Regions from separate parts of the Mus musculus genome. Here regions 1 and 2 are each linked to region 3. Evidence: chromatin contacts called from public HiChIP or PLAC-seq and promoter capture Hi-C data. All regions are on one chromosome and are shown on one strand. The core of a region is the stretch at or near the end of the contact, and the rest is flanking DNA. Distances in the headings are between cores, read along the strand shown. Region 1 overlaps Gm35507 (a long non-coding RNA gene). Region 2 has its middle 14 kb from the start of Olfr266. Region 3 holds the start of Dram2 (DNA-damage regulated autophagy modulator 2).

Evidence for each region. Promoter capture Hi-C pulls out the DNA fragments that hold promoters and counts their contacts. HiChIP or PLAC-seq counts read pairs in DNA pulled down with a chosen protein or histone mark.
Region 1: a contact with region 3 is called in an H3K4me3 HiChIP or PLAC-seq map of bone marrow-derived macrophages, with 7 times the contacts expected there. The contact joins the enhancer-like site here to the promoter of Dram2 in region 3. A contact is called at or near these places in 11 of 39 promoter capture datasets (the 3T3-L1 cell line, 3T3-L1-derived adipocytes, the C10 cell line and 5 more), 1 of 15 datasets of contacts at CTCF or cohesin (pro-B cells), 4 of 115 datasets of contacts at active chromatin or transcription factors (bone marrow-derived macrophages, large pre-B cells and memory CD8 T cells) and 3 of 9 other capture datasets (adipose tissue, liver and macrophages).
Region 2: a promoter capture Hi-C map of neutrophils shows a contact between it and region 3, with 2.5 times the contacts expected there. The contact joins the enhancer-like site here to the promoter of Dram2 in region 3. A contact is called at or near these places in 5 of 39 promoter capture datasets (the 3T3-L1 cell line, the C10 cell line, neutrophils and 1 more) and 4 of 9 other capture datasets (adipose tissue, bone marrow-derived macrophages, liver and 1 more).

What each region holds. Positions count from the first base shown.
Region 1 is chr3:106,871,701-106,875,467 of GRCm38.p6, forward strand. All of the region lies in intron 2 of Gm35507 (a long non-coding RNA gene), which reads right to left. Among named protein-coding and RNA genes, the nearest start is that of Gm35507, 5.8 kb to the right of the region's middle. Within about 2 kb of position 1,396, at least 38 of the 459 cell types and tissues checked have an H3K27ac peak or open chromatin away from gene starts, as enhancers often do. A contact at or near this core is called in bone marrow-derived macrophages and macrophages, where this site is marked.
Region 2 is chr3:106,807,131-106,810,963 of GRCm38.p6, forward strand. No RefSeq gene overlaps it. Among named protein-coding and RNA genes, the nearest start is that of Olfr266, 14 kb to the right of the region's middle. Within about 2 kb of position 2,366, at least 29 of the 459 cell types and tissues checked have an H3K27ac peak or open chromatin away from gene starts, as enhancers often do. A contact at or near this core is called in bone marrow-derived macrophages and neutrophils, where this site is marked.
Region 3 is chr3:106,546,334-106,550,444 of GRCm38.p6, forward strand. Dram2 (DNA-damage regulated autophagy modulator 2) reads left to right here and starts at 1,465. Exons shown (of 9, transcript NM_026013.3): 1 at 1,465-1,587. Cept1 (choline/ethanolaminephosphotransferase 1) reads right to left here and starts at 1,469. Exons shown (of 9, transcript NM_133869.4): 1 at 1,347-1,469.

The DNA of each region.
Region 1 (3,767 bases), core at 146-2,645, 330 kb after region 3:
TTCCTGAGATTTCCCATAGTACTGGGTTTCTAGCTCATTCAGGAGATGTTCCCGCCTCATTCCAGTTGTCTTCTACAACTCTCTCCACCCTCACTCCACCTCATCCCTCCTATTCCCATCCTCACCCTCTTCTCCAGCCAGTCCCCTTCTTCCACCCATTGCCAATGTCTAATCTATTTCCACTTCTCAGTGAGATTAGAGAGTCCTGGCTTGGACCCACCTTCTTACTTAGCTTCTTTGGGTCTGTGTTTTGTAGCATGGTTATCCTGCACATTATGACTAATATCGGTTTTTAAGTGAGTACATACTATGTTTGGCTTTCTTGGTCTGGGCTACCTCATTCAACATAATCTTTTCTAGTTCCATTCATTTGCCAGCAAATTTCATGATGTCATTGTTTTTAATTAGCAGGTGTAAATGTATCACATCTTCTTTATCAATTCTTTGGTTGAGAGATATCTAGGTTGTTTCCAGTTTCTGGTTGTTATAAATAAAGCTGCTTTGAACAGAGTATTACAAGTGTCCTTCCAGTATGGTAGGACATCTTTCAGATATATGCCCAAGGCTAATATAGCTGTCTCTTGAGTTAGATCTATTCTCAGTTTTCTGAGAAATGACAAAATATTTCCAAAGTGGTTGTATAAGGTTATACTTCCTCATGCAATGGAGGAGTTTTTCTGACTCCACATTCCTAGTCAGCATGACCTGTCACTTGAATTGGTCTAATCCATTCTGACAGTTGTAAGATAGAATCTGGGTTATTTTGATTCATATTTCCATGATGACTAAGAACACTGAACATTTCTTTAAACATTTCTCAGCCATCAGAGATTCCTTTGTCAAGAATTCTCTGTTTAGATCTGTACTCCATTTTTGATTGGGTTATATGGTTTGTTGATGTCTAGTTTCTTGAGTTCTTTATATCTTCTGGATATTAGCTCTTTGTTGGATATGGTTTAATGAAGATATTTTCTTATTCTATAAGACTCAATTTATAGGCCTACAACCCCACAGAGCTCTTAACACTCAATGGCTTTTCTAGCCTAAAGTTTCAAAGTCCTTCACCAATCATCCCCAAAACATGATCAGATCTGTCACAGCAATATCCTACTTGTCTTTGTTGGGTTTCCATTGTGGTGAAATACCATGACCAAAAAGCAAATTGTGGAGAAAATAGTTTATTAAGCTTACACTTCCTCTTTGCTGTTCATCATTGAATGAAGTCAGGACAGTAACTCAAACAGGGCAGAAGCCTGGAGGCTGGAGAAGGAGCTGAAAGTTCTGCATCTTGATCTGAAGGCAGCCAGAAGACTGTCTCTTTTGTACTGGGTAGGCTTGAGCACTTGGAGCCCTGAAAGCCCACCTACACAATGATACACTTCCTCAACAAGGCCACACCTCCACACCACTTCCCATATGCCAAGCATATTCAAACCACCAAACTAACCCTTTCCCCTTTCTACAGTGAGGTGGAAATGCAAGGACCAGACCAGCTCCTGAGAACAAATTACTTATGCTGTGGCATAGTTGTTCAAATCTCAGCCATATAATGTGGGATGCCATAATTAGATATTCATATTAGCCTCTCCAAGGCTCAGGAAAATCATGAAATGGTAGGAAAAAGAGAATGCAAGAGCTGGAAAATGGTGTGAAATGTTTATAGATATTTGATCCAAATTGAAACACTTTATCTTGGAGGGAAAAGGGAAGACTCCAAGACTCTAAAAGTGAATTAAACAAGGCTCAGGATGCTTCCAACACTTACAGGATTTGCAAGGTCCCTTCTCAAAGTTATTGCAACAGCAAACAGTTGCTAAGGGATCTATGAGGAACATAGTCAGAGCATAATGCAAAATACATTTGGTCCAACTTCAGATAATTTGTACTATAATTTAAAACACTGTGAAAACAAAAGCTCTACCTGAAAGGACCATCTCCTAAGGTATGTTGGATAGTCATAGTTCTCAAGGACAAAATAGTGAAGAAATATAAAATCAAAAACTTAATCTATAAAGGGTTCTATATCTTTCTACCCATCTATCAATGAGAAGTGTGTGCTAAATAATCTCAGAGGATTAGAACAATACAAAGAACCATCTTTATATCTAGGGTGTCACTTCTGAATTTATATCTAAACTCCACATTATGCTTGAAAAAAATAAGTACAGAATTTTTGAATATTTAGAAAGTTTCTCTAAGTCATCAGTAAATAAATTCTTAAGAATTTGGGAGTGGTCACTGTTATGAAACACTACTCTCTCCTAAACATTCCATGAGCTGGACTGAATATTTCGTTTATTTTTTTTTCTAGCTACTGTACAGAGTACCTTGTGGATATGAAGACTTCCAAGATTTCTGACATATACCTGTCTTTTTGTCATTTTCAAAAGCTCTGATAGAAAAGGCAATCCTAACTCTTAGCTTTGCCTCTCTTGAGTAACTGCAGAGTAGTGCAGGTTTGGGAATGCATTCAAAGGGCAGGTGCTGACTCTTAGCTGTGATCTAATGCTGCAGACATTAAATCTGCAGAAGAAATCCGAGGTTCCAGTTACAGGAGAGCAAGGAGTTGGCAGGGGTGACAAACAGACATGGACACAGAGAGAGTGTGTATCTGAATGTATTTTTTCCAAACAAACACCAGACTTTTAATACAGAAGAAAAACAAGAAAGCTAAGGGAATACATCTGCCAAGGTACATCAACACAAAACAAAGAAAATGCATACATAAAAAGATAGCGGGAGCCAGGCTGTGTTTACAACTGAGAATAGGAACAGCCCTCAGTTAAGATCAGCTAAACACAGGAGCCAGATGAATGCTCTGATGCAGTGCTAGTCTATTGTTAAACCCACCACCAGGGGTCCTTTAGTAAATACCTGATTATGCTATTCCTCTGGGCATAGTAAAAAACCTGCAACAGGGGAATTCTGTTCTATGAACCCTTACATGAATAATACTACCACAACCCACCTATTTTCTAGGCCATTGTGTATTTCTGTATATGGGTGTGACTCGGCTATTGTTCTAAGTAATTACTATGTAGACTAGTCCTGAGCTTTCTAGCTCTTATTCGAGTAAATAGTAATGCCTGATTTTTTTCAGTCTCTACCAGAGGTAAATTTGAATGTTGCTGAATAGATAAAATTCTTACTGAATTCCTTTTTTATTTTTCCCTGTCGGCTCAAGGACTTTCTAGGACATTGGAACACTGGCGGAGGCTTAGCTATATGTCAAAATCAATCCTTAAAGACACTCATCACTGGAAAGAGAGGCCCATTGGACACGCAAACTTTATATGCCCCAGTACAGGGGAATGCCAGGGCCAAAAATTGGGAATGGGTGGGTAGGGAAGTGGGGGGGGGGGGTATGGGGGACTTTTGGGATAGCATTCTAAATGTAATTGAGGAAAATACGTAATAATAAAAATATTTTTTAAAAAAAGACACTTATAATCCCAGCACTTGGGAGGCAGAGGCAGGCAGATTTCTGAGTTCAAGGCCAGCCTGGTCTACAAAGTGAGTTCCAGGACAGCCAGGGCTATACAGAGAAACTCTGTCTCGAAAAACAAAACAAAACAAAAACAAACAAACAAACAAGGCACTTATAATAAAGCAATACTGAAAGAGAGCACACGGATCCATACACCAGATTAACTCAGGGTCAGGTTTTGAGTATATGTGCTATTGGAATGCCAAGGTTCCGGGAGACTAAGTTTCCATGAAACTCTTTGCCTCAGGACTGCTTCTAGGTTTCTAGGCCTGTCATGTGA
Region 2 (3,833 bases), core at 1,116-3,615, 260 kb after region 3:
GCAGATGCTGGGGAGGATGTGGAGAAAGAGGAATACTCCTCCATTGCTGGTGGGATTGCAAGCTTATACAACCACTCTGGAAGTCAGTCTAGCAGTCCCTCAGAGAATTTGACATAGTACTACTGGAAGATCCAGCAATATCTCTTTTGGGCATATAGCCAGAAGTTGTTCCAACTGGTAATTAGGACACATGCTCCACTATGTTCATAGCATCCTTATTTATAATAGCCAGAAGCTAGAAAGAACCCAGATGTCCCTCAACAGAGAAATGGATACAGAAAATGTGGTACATTTACACAATGGAGTACTACTCACCTATTAAAACAATGAATTTATGAAATTCTTAGGCAAATGGATGTGTCTGGAGGATAGCATGCTGAGTGAGGTAACATAATCACAAAGGAAGTCATTTGATATGCATTCACTGATAAGTGGATATTACCTCAGAAACTTAGAATATCCAAGATACAATTTGCAAAACACAAGAAAATCAAGAAGAAGGAAGACCAACGTGTGGGTACATCATTCCTCCTTAGAATAGGGAACAAAATACCCATGGAAGGAGTTACAGAGACAAAGTTTGGAACTAAGTCAAAAGGATGGGCCATCCAGAGACTGCCCCACCTGGGGGTCCATCCCATAATCAGCCACCAAACGCAGACACTATTGCATATGTCAGCAAGATTTTGCTGAAAGGACCCTGATTTTGCTGTCTCACGTGAGGCTTGACCAGTGCCTGGCAAATACAGAAGTGGATGCTCACCGTCATCTATAGGATGCAACACAGGCCCCCCCCAATGGAGGTGCTATAGAAAGTACCCAAGGAGCTGAAGGGGTCTGCAACCCTATAGGTGGAACAACAATATGAACTAACCAGTACTCCCAGAGCTCATGTCTCTAGCTGCATATGTAGCAGAAGATGACCTAGTTGGCCATCATTGGGAAGAGAGGCCCCTTGGTCTTGCAAACTTTCTATGCCCCATACAGGGTAACACCAGGGCCAAGAAGTGGTAGTAGGTTGGTAGCAGAGCAGGGTGCAGGGAGGGTATAGGGAACTTTCGGGATAGCTTTTGAAATGTAAATAAAGAAAATATCTAATAGCAAAAAAACAAAAAAACAAAATCATTAAGTTCAGTAATTCACCCAGGGCAGGAGGCTGACGGCAGAAGCTGATGCAGAGGACAGTACTGCATCCTAGTTTACTGCACATGACTTGCTCCATTTTCTTTCTTGTGGAACCCAGGACCACAGTTCCAGGGATGATACTACTTACAATGGGTTGGGCCCTCACTAATTATGAAAATGTCTTTTGGGCTTACAAATTATATGGAGTCATTTTCCTAGTTGAGGTTCCCTCTACTCTGATGAATTTAGGTGTGCCAAGTTGACATAAAACTATCTAACATGTCATTTAGCATCTTATGTACCATGGGAATAACTGTTTCTGAGCCAAGTAAGGAGTATAGGTTTTTTTTTCAATTGTAAGTATGATAAAATGTTACTTATTATTCTCAATATAGTTCTTAGATAACACCTACCCAATCTTCCTGATTTATTTCACGTTTAGGGCCTATGAATAAAACAGTAAGAGACTGGTCATTGATCTCAGCTATTTGGAAAGCCAGTGGCTATCATAATCTTGCATTCTTATTCCTTAGCAAGACAGACAGATCTCAGAATGTACAAGAAGTGGTCCCTTTGCCCTATAGACTGTTTGTATTTGAACAGGATAATGTGACTCTCTCTTATTAAGCTTCCATCTTCTTGTGACTCATATACATGAGAATAGTTAAGAGGTATCAAACCTGATGACAATATAACCCAGATTTCCATGCTGTGTTGCCTAATGTCAAAAAAAGAAGAGAGATAAGACTGTCAAATAAACAACTAATCCTGTGATGGTAGCCATAGCTATGATATATTCTTCCTGAACCCTGTCCTGACCTTACAGCAACCTTGACTATACATTGAAACCTCAGTTCATCCATCAGCAACAGACTACACAGCTCTGGAAATATAGTCACAAACATACAGAGCATCAGGCAGCATCCTGTTTCTTGTCATGAGAAAGAATGTCTATAAAGAGCATAGGTTTCATTTGTGGTCACTTTATGACAGACTTTTGCTAATTTTTACTGTCATTTTGAGAATGAACTTGATATAGACTTCTAGAAGCTTACAAGACTACAATCTTAATTGCCTTTGCTATTATGAATAATGCTACGATAAACACTTGTGCACAAGTGTCTCTTAGATGGAAAGACTTTATCCCCTTTAGATATATACCCAGAAATGAGATGGTTACCTCAAATATATGGTACTTCTGTTTTCAGTTCTTTAAGGAACTTCCACATTGTATATTTTACATAGTGACTGTGCTCATTTACATTCTTCAGCAACAGCTGATGAGTTCCCCTTTGTCTGCATCCTCTTTTAAAAAATGGCTTTTCTAAATTTAATCATTCTGGCTACAGTAAAATGAGACCAAACCATGGTACTAACGTCTGTTTCCTTGATTTGTGACTTTGAACATTGTTTTATATACTTTTCCACTTGTATGTCTTCAATTGCCAAATAGCTTTTCAGATTGCCCATTTTTCAAATATTTTAAGTTTTTGCTCTGTTTTGTTTAAGTTTTAACTTGATTTTTGGTTTTGTTTATTTTGTTTTGTTTTATTTATTTATTTATTTTTTTTTTTTTGAGACAAGCTCTGGCTGTGTGGTCCTAGGTAGCACAGAGCTTTCTGTTTACCCTGGATTGGCTTTAAACGTGTGGCAATCATATTACCTGTGCCTTCAGAACTCTGGAGATATACAATGTGCCACTATGCCCAGCTTTGTTTTTAGTATTTTTTTTTATTTTGTATTTGACATAGTAAAACTGGATTATGTAAAGCTATTCTCTTAATTGTTTCCTTTGCTCTTCAAAAGTTCTTATTTTGATATAATTCTTTTTTTTTTTTTCCTGTTTTTGCTTTCGTACACTGTGCTTTTTGGCTCTTATCTAAAATAATCACTGCCTATACTAATGTCTTGAAATCTTTCTCCAGGATTTTCTTCTAGTGGTTTCACAACTTTCTTGCATCAAAGTCTTTGATCTAATTGAGTTGTCTCTTAATAGAGTGAAAAATGTCTGGTTTTGCTTCTTTGCTTATAAATACCCAAATTTCCCAACATCATTTATTGAAGAAGTTGTCTTTCCAGTGAAATGCTTATGAGCAGATGAATCTATTTAAAAACAACAACAACAACATGGCATTCTTCAAATAAAATAGCAGTCAGTCATAAAAGTTATAAAACCCTGTTATTTAAAGCAACATGGGCCCAGTTTCTGTCTGTGTCCAGAACTGATCCTGTACCACAGCTCTCCATACCCAAATACCTCCAGGAAAAAGCTAGTCTCCCAGGAATGTTGACACACCTATGAGCAGAAGTAAGATCACCACTACTGCTCAGAGGGACCAGTCTGGAGCCCTCAGGAAATAGGAACTGAGGAGCAACCTGGAACAGGATCCTTCTGATTTCTCTCTGTACCTGGAGCTAATGCTGTGCCACAGATCTCCATAACCAAACTCCTCCCAAAGAGAACTAGTCTCCAAAAAATGCTGACACACCTGTGAGAACAGGTAAGACTACCACTTCTGTTCAAATTCCTGGCCCAAGAGGGACCTGCCCAGAGCCCTCAGGACACAGGAACCAAGGAACAGCCAAAGACAGGATCCTTCTGGTTTCTGTCTACAACCCACAGCTGACCCTATGCCACAGCTGACCCTATGCCACAGCTCTCCATACCCATACTCCTCATAGAGAGAACTGGTCTCCCAGGAGTACAG
Region 3 (4,111 bases), core at 215-2,714:
TGGTGCACACCTGTGATTCCAGCACTAAGAAGGTAGAGAGAAGCAGGGGGATCCCTGAGTTGGTGCGGATCTGGTCTACACAGCAAGTACCAGAACAGCCAAGGATACATAGTGAAACTTTGTCTAGAAAAAAAACCCAACCAACCATAAAAAAAAGAAGAAAAGAAGAAAAGAAGAAGAAGAAGAAGAAGAAGAAGAAGAAGAAGAAGAAGAAGAAGAAGAAAGCAAAATGTAGTTTAGAAAAGAAAGTGCTATGCAATAAAATGTAATTGGTAATGTGAGAGTCAGATTTACCTACTTCGTTTCTTAAAAGGAAGGGTTGTGTCTTTATGACCAGCTGTACAGGGACTTCAGTTATTCTCAGCATAGGCTAAATATGTAGCAAAATGATTTTGAAGCTTCAAATCTCATCGAATGCCAATAGTTTTAAATTGGTAATGCTCCAAATGTCTTATACAGTTTCCTTGTGTTTGAGCCAGTCAATTCAACACACATTCTGAACACATTCCTGACAGTTGTAAAGTAGAAAGGAAATATTCTAACAACTTACAAAGTTCCTATACTCGTTGAAAACTGACTATGAATTTGCCTCCTGCTGCAATAGACGTTGCCTGGTGAGTTAGAGTTTTAGCAATGCCATATATTCAACAGCAATGATACAACATTGGTAAAAACTGGTATCAAAATGCCAAGCATCAAACTGGAAAACTCAAACTCGGTAAAATGTAAAGCTTGAGGTTCAGCCAAGCATTCCTGGGAACACAGGCAAAAACCCCAGCAATCTCCTTCTAAGAACGCGACTGAAATAAAACTCTAGCTGGCAATCTCTGAGCCTGTCAATATGGGTTGAAATTTCTAGAAAAGTTGCCCAACAAGAAGCGTGGCCCGAGCCAGGAAACATCACTAACCGCCTCCCAAAAGGACAGCAAAGACCGCACAGGATGCTGCACGGTTCTTGGACTTGGCAACACCGGGCCAGGAGGGTGTGGACCCGCCAGACAAGGTCGGTTCCGCGAAGCCAGCGCCCCAGCCCTCGGCTCACCGGGGGTTAGCCTGGGGTGCTCCCTCCCACGACCACGGCTCGCATACCGCGCAGGCGCCCCTCCACCTCCGACTCCGGAGCCTTCGGGACTGGCCGTCGCCCCTCGCCGTGCCCACAACCCCGCGCGCGAGGCCACCCAGCGCCAGCAAGGACGGCGTTCCCCTTCAGCTAGTCCGTCCGCAGCTACCCAGTTCTGTCTAGCCCAGAGCCTCCGGCCCTCGCTCCGCTCCTCCCGGGACAAAACCGCCCCGCCACGTCCGCAACATCCCCGCCCCTTCCCTAGGCCGGGCCCCCGCAGCCTTACCCCGAACCCAACAAGCACAAGCCTAGAAATAGCAACTCCGACTCCAGGCGACTGAGTGACTGATAGGCGGCAGCACGTTCACGACACTTTCACGATTGCCGTAAAGAGGGGGGACTCAGAAAAGGTTGAGGCGCGCCTCCGAGCTACTCGGGAGCGCGCCCCGGGGCTCCGCCCAGGCTCCTACAGTGGGCCTGTTCTGCACTTTGAGGCTGGAGCTGGCTGGTCGGGGACAGGAAAGAAGGTGAGTGGGAGGGGGAAAAGTGCCTGGCCTGGCGCTCGGCAGGTTTTCTACTTGGGTGCTGTGTCGAAGTGTGGTTCGCAAGCCAAGAGCGAGGGCACAACGCGAGCCCCCTTGGTCCCACGGGCGCGCGAGCCACGCGAACCTCGGTAGCTTCACCTGGTTCCGTGAACTTCGTGACACCCACGACTAGAGTCGCGAGCCAGCTCCGGGAACCCACGAATCACGGGAGATGACAACTAGGCTGAGGTCTCCGCGTCCTACTTTTTCTCTTCTTTAGTACCTCTACCACCACTTCATCCCAAGCGATGCGTCGTGCCAAGCATGGTGTCCCTTATATTTTTCTGGTGCCAGGGACAGTGAAACTCTTGTACTACAAGACTTAGGAGTGTGTGTGCAAGGGGTTGCTTTTGTTGAATCAACTAAGGAAACCTTTGCCCTAATACCCTTTGTCATCCCTGTGCCCTTATTTCTACTTGGTTGGGGCTGAGGAAGTTCAAAACTGAGACCAGTGGTGACCTTGTGTTTACACAGAGCTCTGTCTCCACCCCATGATTGTGTTTCAAAGGGAGTGGTCCCTAGTTGAAAGGAAATCACAAGTCCTGGGAATCCTAACAGCTGCTTTCCTTTGTAAAGCACTGAGACAGGAATAAGTTTTCCAGCTTTCCCAATTTTAATTTACATACCGAATGCAACATTTTTTTAATCTATCGGGGCTGCGTTATCAAATTTTAATTTATTGGCAGTGAAACTAGATGCTTTGAGATTAGCCATTGGAAAATGTTACATTTGTCAAGAGGCCATATTAGAATTTAGGAAAATAGTCCTTGTTATGCTTTGTTTGTGGCCTGATATTTCTATTCGCCTCTGAAAAAAACCTGGGGCCACCTGTTCATTCACTTGGAACATCCAGAGTTTACACTTTTGTTATTCTTTAGTTATTACCACTTAGAAGAGACAACATTAAAAAGGTTCTTTTTATTACCAGTGGCTTTTAAATGCTTATGAAAATAAAAAATGTAACTGGATTTCTGACTCATGGAGCTTCAAAGTAAGCAGAGGAGATGGGTAAGAGATGCAAAAAAATTTGTTAAATATCCTTACTGTTGTGTGAAGTTTTCTTATATATTTTTAAGTCATCTTAAAGCTTTCTTTTTTGGTTCTGGAAATTGAACTTAAGGCCTCTTGTTTGCTATGCAAACACTCTTTAAAAGGGTTCTTGAATGCTTTGACCCATAAAATAGTTAAACATTACACTCGTAATCCTGTTGGTCTGAGACTGCTCTCACGTTTCCTTTTTGGAGGGGAAGGCACTGGACAGTTGTTAGTCTTCCATGTTACTCTTCCTGTCTACTTTGGTTTCTCACTTGTCTCCGAAAGACTCTTAACAATATTTTAAGCCCTGCCTTGCTTCTAAGCAGTCAGTTTAAACAGCTAGAATCTTCAAAGCCTAAACACATACAAGTATTTAATACCTCAAAAAAATTATATGCAGCCATGTATGGGTAGTTATGACTGCAATTTATGAATTGTTATAGTATTTTATACTTATATTTCACATAGAATACTACATCCCAGAAATTTGAAATTTGCCTGAAACTCAATAATTAGAAAGTGTTAATTATGGATTTTTTTAAAAAAAGATAACATCCAGGGGTTAGGGAAATGCTGTGCCAAACAATAAGAAAATTGACTTCCTACAATTAAAACTTTTTTTAAAAATTACCGCTGATAGATCACTATTATAAAAGATCTCAAGCATTAGGTCCTTAAAGGAAACATTTTGCTCACAGTGCTGCATTCTAGTGTTCAGGCCACAGACACTGTTGGTTCATTGGCTAGTATTTGTGTGCTGCTTAAAATCATGTGTTTGAAATGATAATGTATCATCTTTGTATATAGATTTCAGGATTTGAAAAGGGAACCGGTTTGGGCAGTTGTGAAAATTGACATTTTGAGAACAGTTTCTCTCTCACCTTATGAAAAGACCACCTTAGGAAGGAACCTAACATCTGTTATCTCAGTATTTGAATAAACCTCACTGAAACAGCTATTCTTTTAGATGGCTTAAAATATGTGAGATGGCTCAGCATGTGAGATATTTACTAGCAATGCTGATGGCCTGAGTTCATTTCCTGGGACACATGTAGTGGAAAGAGAAAACTGATTCCTGGGCATGTATACACCCACCTCTAACTCCACCCCAACCCCCATTCTACCCCTACCCCTATCCTTACCTCCCATACATATAAAACAAAAAATTGAATGTAATCTAAAAATATCAGATAATATTAAAGACTACTATTAACTGTATATCACCAGTATGTTAGGGTCTTTCCTTGCTGTCACTCTAACTTCTATAACAACTCTCTAGCAGAGTCTGCTGGACTTTTCCATGATAAAAACATGTCCCGTACTTTGTCTAGTTGCTAGCCACTAGCCTGGGTCTGAGCATTTGGATAGTGGTGACTACAATATAGGACTGAAATTTGAAATTTTATTATATATTAATTTAAATAACTGTACC